Regions from separate parts of the Mus musculus genome. Here regions 1 and 3 are each linked to region 2. Evidence: chromatin contacts called from public promoter capture Hi-C data. All regions are on one chromosome and are shown on one strand. The core of a region is the stretch at or near the end of the contact, and the rest is flanking DNA. Distances in the headings are between cores, read along the strand shown.

What was found. Promoter capture Hi-C pulls out the DNA fragments that hold promoters and counts their contacts.
Region 1: a promoter capture Hi-C map of liver shows a contact between it and region 2, with 3 times the contacts expected there. The contact joins the enhancer-like site here to the promoter of Amn in region 2. A contact is called at or near these places in 3 of 39 promoter capture datasets (hippocampal neurons and liver), 1 of 484 Hi-C or Micro-C datasets (nephron progenitors), 4 of 115 datasets of contacts at active chromatin or transcription factors (all in embryonic stem cells) and 2 of 9 other capture datasets (liver and pancreatic islet).
Region 3: a contact with region 2 is called in a promoter capture Hi-C map of hippocampal neurons, with 3 times the contacts expected there. The contact joins the enhancer-like site here to the promoter of Amn in region 2. A contact is called at or near these places in 10 of 39 promoter capture datasets (the 3T3-L1 cell line, 3T3-L1-derived adipocytes, cranial neural crest and 6 more), 7 of 115 datasets of contacts at active chromatin or transcription factors (embryonic basal ganglia, embryonic forebrain, embryonic stem cells and 2 more) and 3 of 9 other capture datasets (adipose tissue, liver and pancreatic islet).

What each region holds. Positions count from the first base shown.
Region 1 is chr12:111,511,554-111,516,423 of GRCm38.p6, forward strand. No RefSeq gene overlaps it. Among named protein-coding and RNA genes, the nearest start is that of Gm40578, 11 kb to the left of the region's middle. Within about 2 kb of position 3,193, at least 60 of the 459 cell types and tissues checked have an H3K27ac peak or open chromatin away from gene starts, as enhancers often do. A contact at or near this core is called in liver, where this site is marked.
Region 2 is chr12:111,268,254-111,273,180 of GRCm38.p6, forward strand. Amn (amnionless) reads left to right here and starts at 2,843. Exons shown (of 12, transcript NM_033603.3): 1 at 2,843-2,911; 2 at 3,444-3,562; 3 at 3,645-3,689. The coding sequence starts at 2,869. Gm51960 (a long non-coding RNA gene) reads right to left here. Exons shown (of 3, transcript XR_003950150.1): 1 at 4,525-4,927; 2 at 3,567-3,772; 3 at 654-2,962.
Region 3 is chr12:111,061,261-111,066,322 of GRCm38.p6, forward strand. The region is part of intron 2 of Rcor1 (REST corepressor 1); the gene reads left to right. Among named protein-coding and RNA genes, the nearest start is that of Rcor1, 24 kb to the left of the region's middle. Within about 2 kb of position 3,186, at least 9 of the 459 cell types and tissues checked have an H3K27ac peak or open chromatin away from gene starts, as enhancers often do. A contact at or near this core is called in hippocampal neurons, where this site is marked.

The DNA of each region.
Region 1 (4,870 bases), core at 1,943-4,442, 240 kb after region 2:
CCCACCAAGGAAAGGATGCCCAGTAAGGCCCACAATGAGCTAAGCCGTTCTCGCTCTGAGCCCCTTCCTTGACGTCAGCCTCCAGGAGGAGAGCAACCTCCAGGAGTTCTGAGATCAAGGCTCCGACCTGAGGCAGCAGTACCGCTGGCTTTGCTTCTCCCTTTAGGTGGCCCTGACTGAGGCCTGGCCCTGGAGAAGCGTGGTGAGATCTGCCTCGGGCCCTTCTAGAGCCACCAGCTAGCTCTGCACCCAGCTAAGAGCAATGTGCAATAAGCAAGGAGCCCCAAGTGATTCTTCCCACCTGAGAAGTCTCTGCCGAAGAACAGATGTGCATCCATACACCTCACCATACACACAGAAGGGCCCAAGGCAGTGCCCCTCTAAAGCTTTCTCAAAGGCGTGTGGCCCACTGTAAGATGTACACTTTACAATATCGCTCAAGAATCACGTGTACACACTCTCACGTCAGAAGACACTGAGGCCTTGAGGACAGTAGCAGACAGGGGTCTGAGGTCACACAACTGGGCCTCTTACCAGGCACAACAGCACAGTGACATCCTATGAATAGGGCCAATTTTCTGGAAGGAAGATATTGGGAGCCAAGCAACCCTCCCCACCTAGACCTCTGGGGGGGTCCCCTCTTGCAGGTCAGTTGGAAATTTGGAAATCTAGCACCCAGGCTCAGTCTCTATTCCTTATCCAGGAAGGAAGACACACTGGGCTGAAGAAACTTCCACAGGGGATGAAGGCCTTGACTCGTGAGTGAGCTTATGGGGTGCAGACAGAGCACAGAGCTGTACATGTTGGTCAAGTAACCTGTGTGGCATGTAACTGTCACAGAAGTCCCCCTACATGCCACACCTTACCGTGGCCTTTTTTTTTTTTTTTTTTTTTTTTTTTTGGTTTTTCGAGACAGGGTTTCTCTGTATAGCTCTGGCTGTCCTGGAACTCACTTTGTAGACCAGGCTGGCCTCGAACTCAGAAATCTGCCTGCCTCTGCCTCCTGAGTACTGGGATTAAAGGCGTGTGCCACCACGCCCGGCTTACCGTGGCCTTTTTCTCTATATCCTCTGGCGATGGCAATGCTTAGAACATGCCACTCTGAGAGGTCAATAACAGCATTACAGAGAGGGCAAATACCAAGCCTCATATGGGTGTGCATAACTAAAAACCCGGCACTTGGGAGGTAGAGGAAGGGCAGTCAAGAGTTCAAGGCCAGCTTGGGCAACATAGTTTAGCAACCACAGCAACCACGTGCCGGGAAGCCAAGAGCTGTCTTTGGAGCTCAGTGGTAGATGCTTGCCTCGGGCTGAGGCTGGAACAAACAAGGGATAATGCTGCCTGTAATGCCTGCTGTAATCTGAGCTCTCAGGAGCAAAAGCAGAAGAAGCATCCGGAGTTGAAGGACAACCTGGGCTTCATAGAGAGACCTTGTCTTAGCGCCTGAGAAAAAGTGGGCTGGGGCTGTAACTCAGGTGATAGTGCTCAGCAAGCATGTGTGCGTCCCTGGGTTGGGTCGTATAGACTAGGTTTGTCTGCACACTGTAATCCCGATATTAGAGAGGGTGACAGGAAGGTCAGGAAGTTGAAGGTCACCCTCAGCTACATAGTGAATTTGAGGCCAGCCTGGGCTACATGAGACTCTACCTCAAAAACAAAAAATAAATAAATAAACAATATAACTCACCAAAAAGTAAAATTAAAAAGCAGATATCAAAAGCCTAAATTTGGGCTGGTGAGATGGCTCAGCAGGTAAGAGCACCCGACTGCTCTTCCAAAGGTCCTGAGTTCAAATCCCAGCAACCACATGGTGGCTCACAACCATCCGTAATGAGATCTGACTCCCTCTTCTGGTATGTCTGAAGACAGCTACAGTGTACTTACATATAATAAATAAATAAATCTTAAAAAAAAAAAAAAGCCTAAATTTAGCCGGGCGTGGTGGCGCACGCCTTTAATCCCAACACTCAGGAGGCAGAGGCAGGTGGAGCTCTGAGTTCAAGGCCAGCCTGGGCTCCAGGGCGAGTTCTAGGATGGCCAGAATGACACAGAGAAACCCTGTCTTGAAAATACAAAAAAAAAAAAAAAAAAAAAAAAAAGAAAAAAAAAAAAGAAAGAAAGAAAGAAAGGAAGGAAGAAAGAGGCTAAGCTTGTGACCCAATCCTTCTCCAGGCCTACCCCTGCCACCGAACACACCCCTGACAACCCTCCTCAAACATTACCCACTGACTGCTGCTGGGGCTATGAACTTCTTTGAGGAACAGCTGACCCAAATTCCCGACTTGACAGAGGACATCTCCCGGGCAGTTGGGGAAGTGTGGGGATGAATTTAAATGTTACTCTCTGAAGCAGTAAGGCTGGATAGCAAGGTCAGGCTGCTTTTCCCAAGGGCGGGGGGTTGGGTGAGGAGATCGGTGCCAACATTCTCCAAAGGCCACAGCCCCAAGCTGGCAGTACCCAGTCAGCTCATGGCCTCTCCTTCAAGCTCCAGGCCATCTGCAGAAGGATGTATGCTTTAAACCTTAATTATCCTGCATTTTATACAGTCCCCGTGACCTGATTTTTTTTCTATCCTCAGAGACCTGCAAGGTAGAAGGAGAATTTTCTGTTTTAATCATAACACTCATCAAATGAGGGCATGACCCTTAAGCAAAAGACAGACACATCAGGAAGTAGGAAGGAGGCTGTGACAGACATAACAGCCAAGGTCACTGTCCCCTTGGCCTTTCATCTACCACCGCAGAAACGGGAACACAGACAGGCCCAGGCCAGTCAAATCTAAGGGTGTGTGTTGGCATGAGTTTCACCTCCCTCCTCTCGAGTTCCAGGGAATGTAAATGGTCCAGGAAATCCACACTTCCCACAGCCAGTGACCTAGTGTGGCAAGAATACTAAGGCTGGCAGCCGTGAGGAGTCACGATGGTCAATCCTGTTCCCATAATTTATTGGTGGCCTGGTTGAGGCCGCTTGACCTCCTGAGGATACTGCCAACCTTTTATCCTTCTTTGGAAGCTGACCTAGTCTCCCTCCCTAGGGAAAGCAGACCTTGACCTGCAGGCATAGTCTGGGTTCAACCACCCACCCCACTGAACAAGCCTGGCAGAGTAGCTGATGTCTCCAAGTGTGTGCAAAGCCAAGTACCCAGCCCACACAGGGCAGGACTAGTCTAAAGGACATGGAGCATGGACTGTGTTCCACACTGTACTGGCTGCAGTGGAATGCTAGGACCAGGCGACTAAGCAGAGCAGGCAGGGTGAGGGGAGATACTAGCAACCCACAAATAACAATAGGAAAGAGGGCGACCGGAGAAAGGAACCGAGCAAGAAAGCTCAGCCTCGGAAAACACAGCAGGAAATTCAGAATGCAATAAATAAAGGGCCGACTGGGCACAGCAAGGCACACATCAGCAGATGGGAGGATCGCAGGGAGGAAGCCTCCTAGGAACAGGAGGACTAAGACAGGAAGAGGAGGAGGAGGAGGAGGAGGACTACGAAGACAGAAACTGAAACTGAAAGTGCCAGATGCAAGAGATGGAGAGAGAAGGGCAGCGCCAACCAGACATGGTGACCCAGGTTGTCCTCAGAGGGGCATGGTGTGATAGAGGAGCTTGAGGCCAGCTTGACCTACATGTGGCCCCATCTCACAAGAAGACATAGGGAGTGCTAGGAAAGGTGGTAGGGAAGGCACACAAGCCCCAGGCAGCCATGATGGCGTGCACCTCTCATCCTGGCTGGCATTTGGGAGACACTGCTTTGAATAGAGGCTTTCTCTCAATCCTTTTGGGTTTTTAGATGTGTGTGTGTGTGTGTGTGTGTGTGTGTGTGTGTGTGTGTGTGTGTGTGTGTGTGTGTGTGTGATATGTGAAAATTCCCTCCAAAGCCAGAAGAGGGCAGTGCATCCTTTGGAGCTGGAGTTAAGAGGCAGCTGGGAGCCTAATATGGGTGCTAAGAACTGGACTTGGGTCCTCTGGAAGAGCAGCAAGTGCTTAACCACTGAGCCACTGCTCCAAGCGTCTACCAATCACTAAGGTAAAGATTTTATGTTGTAATATTTGTTGTTGTTGTTGTTTATTTTTGGTTTGGTTTGGTTTGTTTTGTTTTGAGACAAGATCTCACAAAGTAGACCAGGCTGGCCTCCCATGTGCTGGGATAAAAGTTGTAAGCCACCACAGCCAGCATTGAAAAAAAAAAAAAAAAAAAAAAAAAAGAAAAAAAAATTTAAAGCCATCCAAATGAGTTTACACTAAGGCCAGCCTAGGTTAGGTAAGACCTGATCTTGAAATAAACAAATAAATGAATGAATGAATGAATGAATGAAGTTGACTTATATAATATGACTGGAGTCCAACAATGGCTCTCTGTGCTCTGGAGAGGCGGAGGACCCAGAACCTTCTTAACCTGGGAAGTTGGGAGCCTCAGAGCTCCCACAGAGGTGCTTAAAGCCTAGAGAATTTAGTCCCTGGAGAGCGGCTGGTTTTGAGTCCACTTTGGACCACTGAAGAAGCTGGAGTCTGGAGTCAGCAGGTGTCGGTCACTCCAGCCAATCAGGAAGCAGCAAAGGGAGGTACCCTCAGCACTGCTTCTCCTTAGAACTCATTATCTGGGCCACTGGCTGGAAGATGCCACCCATATTCGTTATGGGACTGTCCTCGGTCACTGTCCTTCAGGGTACTCCTCTCTGGAATCAGTCCCCCTCAGACATACAGGGGAGTTTCACTAATGCTAGGTGCCTGTTAGCTCAGCCAAGCTGACAGACTAACCATCATACCCACAAACTAAACTGAAGAAATAGAAAAACCCTGACCAAGGCCAAAAAGAGAAACATCTAGGTGTTACTGAGAAGCTGAGGCAATGAGGGAAAAGGAAGGCTG
Region 2 (4,927 bases), core at 1,593-4,092:
TGGAGGAACAAAGAGTATTCAAGCCTGGAGTCTGGAAGCCTGGCCTCCAGCTGTGGCATCCCCTGACCTATGGCCTTCCGGTCTCAAGGCAGAGGGACAGGAGGTGACAACTAGCCATGAGAGAAAAGGACAGGCTGCTGGCTTCCCATCCTGAGGCTAGTGATTTATTGACTGACATCTCTCAGCCCAGGGCTTCCGGGGGCCTCTACCTGCCCACTATCCTCTCCCACTGCCCAAAATGGAGAAGGCAGCTGTCTCGCCTACACAGGAAGGGGTAACAGACTCTGGCACCCACTCTGCAGTCGAAAGAATGAACCGGGGCTGAGAGGGTTAGCAGCTGCTCCCTGCATTTGAACCTCAAAGTGTTACTAGCTCCCAACCTATCCAATTCACACTCTCCTGCACACCCCACCTCAGAATTTATATCCAACTCAGCCCCAGGAACAATGTGCCTGCCCCCTTTTAGCTCCTCCCCAACTTCCTGTGCCATCCATGCCCCTGCCTCAGTGCCTTGGTGGGCTTTTTCATTCAGCAGATATCCTTGTCTACCTGCCCCTTGCCTACCCTCCCCACAGCACTACGGGGCTGTCATCCAGGGTTCCCACAACCCCAAGAGGTAGGACATGAACTGTAATGGCCAAGAACAAAATAAATGGGCTATAGCATTCTTTATGCAGTTTGAATGAACCAGTGGAAAACCTCCTGGTGACTGTTTCAGTGGCCTAGTGAGGGATATGGCTTCCCTGGCACAAGAAGGTTGCCCATGTACAGATAAGTTGACTCAAGATGCCAGTCAAGCCAAAACTGAGCAACTGCCAAGCCCCTGGCTCCATCCTTACCCAAGGAGTACGCCTGTACTACTAGTTACTCCATAGGGTCTGCATTTCTTCTACTTCCTGTGAAGGTCCTGACCACAAGTGTGTGCCCACGTGTGTCGGGCTCATATTCATCCCCAAGGGCTTTCTCTAGACACCCTGCCTGCTCCTGGTCCCGGCCACGGCAGCTGTAAACTCTTCCTTCTGCTGTTGTTCCAAGCTGTTTCTTATGGGAAGCCTCTTTGCCCAGGTACTCTGACTGACTGCCCTTCCCATGTGACCACCATGGGGACACCCACCTAGCACTTGTGTCCCATGGGTCAAACTGGCTCAACAGTGAAAGCCAGAGCCCAGTCTGTGACAGTGCTTCCTCTTCAGGAATAAAACAACAGACAAGAAGAATGTGACCTCCAAGAGTCTCCTTTGTGCCTGACCTAGCTGGAGGCCAAGAGCAAACTTCCCTCAACACTTAATTCCTGCCTCTGTACAATCCCTCCAACTCTGCCTCCCATCACCCGCACATCCGTCCACCATTCACAAGTGTACCATCACCAGACAGACGTCACAGCATCCATCCATCCGTTACCACAAACTTGACCCCAAGGTGATTCCTCTAACACCCCTACTGTGGCAAAACACCTGGCAAAGGTGGCCTCAGGAAAGAAAAGTGTGTTTGGGCTTACAGTTGGAGGAGACGGCAGGGAGGGCATGAGGCGGCTGGTCATACTGGTATGTCATACACATCGCGCTGTGGTATGGCTCAGGAAGCAGAGAGGAAGACTTTCCACAGTCAGTGCAGGTCTGGCCCGATCAGTGTCTGGAGAGACCTTCACAGCCACAGCCAGAGGTGTGTCTGGGGTGAACCTGCTAAGCTGGCTGTGAAGTCACACCATGCAACCCACCAACCAAACCTCATCTGCCCACAGTTCACCCACACTCCTCCCTGGTATCTTCTTCAGGCATCCATTTTTGCCCCACAGGGACATGTGACTGGGCGGGGCTGGATGACAAGAGACAACTCCCGAGTGACATGTTGACCTCTGGGCTGGGAAGCTTCTTGCCTGGGGTAGCCTCTCATTACCCCGTTTGCCCGATCTCCATCCTCTTTCCGGCCCTGCCAAGGGACCCGCCTCATCTACTGTCTGTTTCCACTCATCCCACATAAAATCTGTTACCTCTCCTCGACCTTCCTGTTACCTCAGCCAACACTCCTTGCAGATGGACCCCACCAGCATCTTCACCCCACTTTCCCAGCATCCTCAGTCTGCCATCCACCAGACATCCCTTCCGGTCCACTCTTCCCCCCCACACACACAACCTAGTCATGTCTACAGCTGCCATCACTCCCACCCAGCCACCACCCACTGTCCCCTACCCACTCATCCACAGCTATCAGTGAGCCACCCTCTACCATTAGCCCAGTCACTCTCCAGCCACTGTCATCCCCATTGCTATCAGGAATTTAACATCCAACACCAGGTGCCACTGTCAATGATGTACTCACAGAAGCCCTCCTCAAGCCACTGCCACCACCGTTTGGTGACTGGCCCACCCGTCATTTCTCTCACTGGTGATTCTCCATTCATCGTGCACCCTGCCTGTCACCTCTAACCTGCCTTCATGGCCAGCCTACCCAGGCACGTCACTCTCTGCCTTAGCTCTCTTTGTTCTCTTCCAGGACCTTCACGCGCCTTTGACATCCCTTCCGGTCTGTTCTGCAACCCACACAATCCCTGCAGAGCACACACCCAGGCTAAGACTTCAGGCCTGGAGAAGATGGGCAAAGATGGCTGAGTTCCAGGGTTCTTGGCCACCTCCACACCGTGTCACCGGGAAAGTCAGGACGACACCCTCTTATTGGGTACCCAGGGTCCTGGGTCCTAAAGGGCAGATGCTAAAGCCGCTGAGAAGATTCCTCCAAGGGCCCTCAGGAGACAGCTGGGCGATCCCAAGGTAAATGTGTAACATCTGGGCGCCCCCTGTCCCTCAGCCCCGCCCGGTCACGTGGGGCCCTCGGAGCGAAGTCCGCATCTGTGAGAGCCTCGGCGGAGAGATGGGTGCTCTGGGCCGGGTCCTGCTGTGGCTGCAGCTCTGTGGTAGGCCCCGTGTCCCCCTGGGTCTGGACCTTGATTGAGGCTGAGGTTTCTCTAGGAAGGGTCGCGATCGCAGGAGAGGTTGGGATATGGAGGTGGCGTTGGCAGCCTGCCTCAATTTCCCGGTCCTCTGGCGTGGGTTGGTAAAGTTTCCAAAGCCCAGGAAGTGGAGAAACCGCAGCCTATTCCCGTGGACCTCCCAGCCCCTGGCGCCTCCTCTGTGCACAATCGGGACAGGGTCGCCAACTCCGGGCTCTGGGACCCCTCTCTGCCCCAGTGAGCTTCCCGCCAGAGCTCTTTCCTAAGGGCCGATTCCCCTCCGACCCCCCCCCCCCCGGGCAGTCAGAGTGCTGTGAATAGAGACGACGTTCCGAGGGAGGAGAAGGGCATGTTTGCGCGGGTTCTGTAGATCAGCTAAGAGTGCGCCTGAGAACGCCGCGGTGGGGCCTGACCGCCTTGCGCTGTGTGCACCTCTGCCGCGCCTCTTTGGAAAGTCGCCTTCCCAGAAGGCGACACTCAGCCTTCCTTTCTTTAGCAATGACTCGGGCCGCCTACAAACTTTGGGTCCCCAATACCTCCTTCGATACTGCCTCCAACTGGAACCAGAACCGGACCCCGTGCGCGGGAGATGCGGTTCAGTTCCCGGCGGACAAGGTACCTTGGTGGGGGGTTGAGGGGATGAACTGGAGGTGGGGAGGTCGGTCAGCCTCGCGCCTAACGCCACCTCTTGCTGCAGATGGTGTCGGTCCTGGTACGAGACAGTCACGCCATCTCGGATATGGTAAGGCTCGGGGCTGTGGCCTCAGCGGGCATGGCTGGCCCTGGGTCGTGCGCCGCCATGGAGCCTCTGGGTAGAGACAATCTCTGGGAAAGGACATCAGAGAGTACGTGGGGTCTCCCAGTCCAGCTCCACTGTCCCCTCCCCCACAGTATCTAAGTGCAGGGTGGGCTCTGGGAAACGTGCCTGCCCTTCCCTTCCTGGAGGCCATGTTAACAAGCTACCAGTGGCCCAGCTAGCCGGAGGGTGAGGAGCAAGAGGTTAAACAGCCCCTGCCTCCCCTCATGCTAAGGCTATGTGCTTTATAAATAAAGGCTGATGGTCCCGAGACCCTAGTTCAGACCCTGTGGTTGGAGCTAAGAATGAACTCTCTCTCTCTCTTCCTTTCTTCCTTAATTCCTTTTCTTTTGGTTTTTCTAGACTGTGTTTCTCTGTGTAGCTCTGGCTGTCCTGAAACTCACTCCGTAGACCAGGCTGGCCTCGAACTCAGAAATCCGCCTGCCTCTGCCTCCCAAGTGCTGGGATTAAAGGCGTGCGCCACCACGCCTGGCTCTTCCTTTTGCTAATTTCCTAACGGGATGACATGGGAGTTCCACCTTCTGTTCCAATTCTCCAAAAAAAGACTAGCATCCTCCAAGCAACTTGTGCACGCAGAACCACTAGAGGCCAGAAGGGGGCGCCAGATCACAGCCGGTTGTGAGCCACCATGTGGACCGGGAGCCTGCATTCTTTGTAAGAGCAGTCTTGAACCTTAACCAGTGGGCCATGGCTCCAGCCATTTATTGTCTGTTCATATCTTGGAAGCTGGGATAGTCTCTGTCTTTGATATCAAGCATACCTGCATGTGTGGATTAGGTTCTGCTTGCTGGCGCTTCCGCTGAAGTCTGCTTTCCCAAGCTCAGGTCTGGAAAGCTCTCCCCATTGTTTCATGTCTCTGCCTCAGCCTCCCTCAGACAGTAATTTGGTACTTGGATGTCCACCCTTCCCCTGGACTCCTCTGCCGTCTTCTGTGGAGCCTGGATGTGGCCACCTGTCACTGAACACCCACAGCTAGACCAGGCCTGGTGTTTATCTACTAGTGCTAGGTCCCTAGTGGGGTAGCTTTCTACAATCTCGTCTTATTTCCTCTTCCGTTCTGTTCGTTTATTGTGATGCTAGGGACAGAACCCAGGGTCTCACAAATGCTAGGTAGGTAGGTGTTCCATCCCCGAGTTCTACCCCAGCCCTGTTCTTTATAAGAA
Region 3 (5,062 bases), core at 1,936-4,435, 210 kb before region 2:
TGTTCTGTCCCCTTGTGTGTCCTGCTGACAGTAGGAGAAGCTCATTTGCATAAGTCTTGTTATTATGTATTTTTCTAGGTTCTAGAGGTGGCAGGTAGGGTACTTTTCTTTTATGATACATCTTTCTGTCCTTTTCCCACTAAAGAGAGCACCTTTGGCTTTCTAACCAGTTTGAAATACTAGATCCCTGTCATTGGCTGCAAATACATATTCTCAGATTGTTGCCTTTTAATTATTTGGCTACTACATGTGTTCAGCCAAATATTTGAGTTGTTTTGCTTATGGTTCGAATGTTTCTAATTTCTAAATTGTCTGCTCTGTCCCATTTCTCCTAAAGTCTCTTGATGGAAGCTAATTTAAAGCAATGAGATAGATAGATAGATAGATAGATAGAAGTCTCTTGATGGACGCTAATTTAAAGCAATGATAGATAGATAGATAGATAGATAGATAGATAGAAGTCTCTTGATGGAAGCTAATTTAAAGCAATGAAATAGATAGATAGATAGATAGAGAGAGAGCGGGAGCGCACTAAAGAAACGAGCTAATACTAGCTGTATTTTTAATTTTCAAAGTTTTATTGATCACTATTATATGTATTAATCAATGAGGGTGTGAGTGTGAGCTTGTGCGCTGGTGACATGGGCTCAGAGGCTAGCTCTCAGGATTTGGTTTCTTCCCCCCTGCTCTGAGTTCTGGGGTTGATCTCAGGGCATCAAGCTTGCTTGGGAAGTACTTTACTTGTCGAATCAACTTACCAGGCCCATCTTTCTTTTTTTCCTTCTTTGGTCTGGGGATGGAACCAGTCTCTCTGCCTTCTTAGGGTAGTGCCCACCGTAGAGTGTATGCTCTGTGCTTGTGTATATTGACAGCATAGTGTTTGTTTGGGTAGAACCATAATCTGACCTGACCCCTGACCCCTGACCCCTGACCCTACAGATGAGCATTTTCTGGTTCTACTAATCTAAATCACAAGTCCTGTACTCACTTGGGTTGACTTTTCTGCAGAGTGGAATTGTTGGATCAGAATTCATATGTAAGCTCCTGAATTCCCTCTGCCAAGGCTCATTGTGATTTCTGCAGCGATTGAAAGTGCTTCCACTTTTAGAGTAAGTTTAGTCCTTCTAGCTCGTGACTTTAGCATCGTTGTGTTTGTGGATCGTGGTTTATTTCTTTTCTGTTTGAGACTTTGGCCTACTTTATTTATTATAAAATCTGTGTGAATTAATGAAGTTGCTGCGCGGGGGTGTGTGTGGGGTGTGGCTCATGCTTGCAATCCCAGCTATTAGAGCAGAAGCAACAATTCCAGGCCAGCCTATGGCATTCCAGGCCAGTGAGGGCCACACTGAGTAACCAGCTCTGTGACATGGCCTGGGCACATGTCTTTCTTTTTTTATAAGGTTTTTTTAAGATTTATTTATTTATTTATTTATTATATCTCAGTACACTGTAGCTGTCTTCAGACACACCAGAAGAGGGCGTCAGATCTCATTACAGATGGTTGTGAGCCACCATGTGGTTGCTGGGATTTGAACTCTGGACCTTCGGAAGAACAATCGGGTGCTCTTACCCCCTGAGCCATCTCACCAGCCCCATGTCTTTCTTTTTTGATGGTGAGATTCTCTGTCTGTGTAAAAGTTTTAACTGAAATGATTTTCTTTTTAACCAAAGTCTCACAGTATTGCCCAGGCTGCCTTGTGGGTCATCCTTGTCATTTAGACTTTGAACTCTCAACCCTCTGATCTCAAAAGTCTCAGCCTCTCATAGTGAATTCTGAGCCATATCTAGTTCTTGTTTGTTTGTCTGTCAGGAGAAAGGGTTTTTATTTTTTTATTTTATGGAAGTACATTGTCACTGTCTTCAGACACACCAGAAAGGGCGTCAGATCCCATTATAGATGGTTGTGAACCACCATGTGGTTGCTGGGAATTGAACTCAGGACCTCTGGAAGAGCAGCCAGTGCTCTTAACCACTGAGCCATCTCTCCAGCCCAGAAAGGTTATTTTTTCAAACAGATTTTGCTCACCAATAATTCCTTTATGTGATTAGTATTTTTACAGCTTATAGAAAAGTTATCTAAGATGTTATCTAAGGTGGTGGTGCATGCCTTTAATCCCAGCACTTGGGACACAGAGGCAGAGGTAGTGGATTTCTGAGTTCGAGGCCAGCCTGGTCTACAGGTGAGTTTCAGGACAGCCAGGGCTACACAGGAAAACCCTGTCTCGAAAAACCAAAAAAAAAAAAAAAAAAAAAAAAAAAAAAAGAAAAGAAGTTATCTTGCCCATGTGTGGAGAGCAGCACACAGCCTGCATTAAGAGGCAGATGCAGGAGAATTAGATGCTTGAGGCTGGGTGGGCCACACAGGATCCTATCAAATTAAAAAAAAATTTTCAACAATGTAAAATCCCCCTGTTCATTTGTTTTCTATGGCTGCTTTGGCAGAACTTTGGGGTTTTTTTTTTTGGTATTTTGGTTTTTGTTTTTTTAGAGTTCTAATCTTTTTGTTTTTGTTTTTTGAAACAGGGAACTCTATAGACCAGGCTGGCCTCAAACTCAGAAATCTACCTGCCTCTGCCTCTTGAGTCTTGGGTTCTTTTAGTTAATTAATTAATTAAGTAAGTAAGTAAATTAACCACTTGGCTAGTTCTCTTAATTTTAAGCACCAGAAATAAATATTTAAGCTTACAGTTGTCTTTTCCAAAATTTGGATTGTACACTTCTATTTCCTTAACTGTCAGTACTTAAAAAAAAGAGGAGTTTACAAAGCCAATAAGACCATTTAGCTTTCTTCCAGATTACAGATTTACAATGTAAAGCAGTTTCTACCTTGTTTTCAAGTTATTTTGACAAATTTGCTAGGTCATAAATACCAAGAAATCTGTGACCAGTTCTGGGAGTGGAACACAAGTAGAGAGTCTGAGGTCAGTGTCAGTGCAGGCAGAGATGTCGCTGCTGAAGCTGGGCTGTGGCAGGGTTAAGAAGGAGATCACAATGGAAGGGTTTTTGGAATTTGTGGGTTCTGATGGGAGCACAGTGGACAGTATTTTTACCTTTGGAGCGTTGCTTTCTACCCAAGCTGATTTATGATTCTCTTGGGATTCTTTTCCTGATTCATACAGCTGCCCCAGCTCTGTTCATGACTGTTTCCATGGGAACAGAAGTAGGATAACATACGTTTATAACCTGTTGCTAGGCAGATGTAGCTTGCAATATATTAAAATGTTCTCATTAAAAAGCATTTGAAAGTCTGGGGTATGGTAGAGAGCTTGCCTAGCATACAGCGTTTGGGTTTTGTCCTTAGTACTGCAGAAAAATAAGTGAGTGAGTGGATGGATGGATGGATGGGTGGGTGGGTGGGTGGATGGATGGATGGATGGATGGATGGATGGATGTGTGGGTGGATGGATGGATGGGTGGATGGATGGATGGATGGATGGATGTGTGGATGGATGGATGGATGTGTGGATGGATGGATGGATGGATGGATGGATGGATGGATGGATGGATGGATGGATGGATGGATGGATGGATGGATGGATGGATGGATGGATGGATGGATGGATGGATGGATGGATGGATGGATGGATGGATGGATGGATGGATGGATGGATGGATGGATGGATGGATGGATGGATGGATGGATGGATGGATGGATGGGTGGGTGGATGGATGGATGGGTGGATGGGTGGTAGAAGAGGCAAAGTGTTTGGTATTTGCCTTTAGTAGGGGAGGTAAGCAGGGTAGTTTAAAATTACAACTCCAAGATTATGAACTCTTCTGTGGTAAAATAGCTAGTCTTGTTTAGGCTCTAGTCTTACTTGCAGTAATTGATTAAATGTTTGAAATGGAAGGGGAATAATTGAAATAATTTTCTGAAAGCCTATCCCCTTAGATATTAAGTTGTGGTGTGTGTAGATTTAATGTGACAGTTGCCATGACCCAGTGTGTACATAGGATCTCAAAGTGGTCTTTCCCAGTTCTCCCGTCTTAGATGTGAGTGACTAGTCCGGAGGCCTGTGGATGTTAAGATACCTGTTTCTTTATTTGGTTAAATCTGTTGAATTATAATTTTTGAGTGGGTAATAATACTATTGATGGAGAGATGACTTGATTTCAGAAAGCATACATAGCGTGGATTGTGGTTACTGGGAACTGAACCTAGGTCCTCTGCAAGATCAAGTGCTCTTACCCACTGAGCCATCTCTGCTGCTCCAGTAACTACTGGTTTTTATTTGGTGCCCACATTACTCCAAATGTGACCCTTGAAGATAACGTCCTTTTCAGAAGTTATGCTGAACTTCAGGTTTTGCATGCGTCATTGCTTGTTAGTGTATTTATCTTATGTTTTCCTATGCATTCCTGATATCAGTTATTTCTGTAAGGAGCAGTCGTTTCTTTTATAGTGGAGATGAGTTACTAGAGAAACCAAGATCTGCTGAGTGTGGTGGCGCATGCCTTTAAACCCAGCACTCGGGAGGCAGAGGCAGGTGGATATCTGAGTTCGAGGCCAGCCTGGTCTACAGAGTGAGTTCCAGGGCAGCCAGGGCTACAAAGAGAAACCCTGTCTCGAAAAACTAAAAAAAAAAAAAAGAAAAAAGAAAAAAAAAGAAATCAAGATCTGAGCATCAGATAGGAACATATGCTGTCAGGGTGTTGATGGTCTATCTCTCTCTTAGGGCAGAGCCTGTAAGGAGTATGTGCACACGTCCAGTCATCTCACACACTTAGAAGCTGGGAGTCCCCACCATGCTGCTGTCTTGATTCAGAGCCTTAGTGTTTATGAACTGCCTTCTCTGTTTATTTGTAGCACCTGCCTCTGCTTCTCTCTTTACATTAAAAATAAAAAGATCTATCTGTGTGCATTGAGTGCAGTGCCTGCAGAGGTCAGGGGTCAGATCCCTGGGAGCTGTAAGCCAGCTGGGTGGGTGCTGGGAATTGAACTCGGAGCCTCAAGATGAGCAGTGTGTTCTCCTAGCCACTGAGCCATCTCTTGCCCACTTCTGTAGTTCTCACTAGTCAGTTTTGTTGAGTTGGTTTTTGTTGTAGTTTTGTTTGTTTGTTT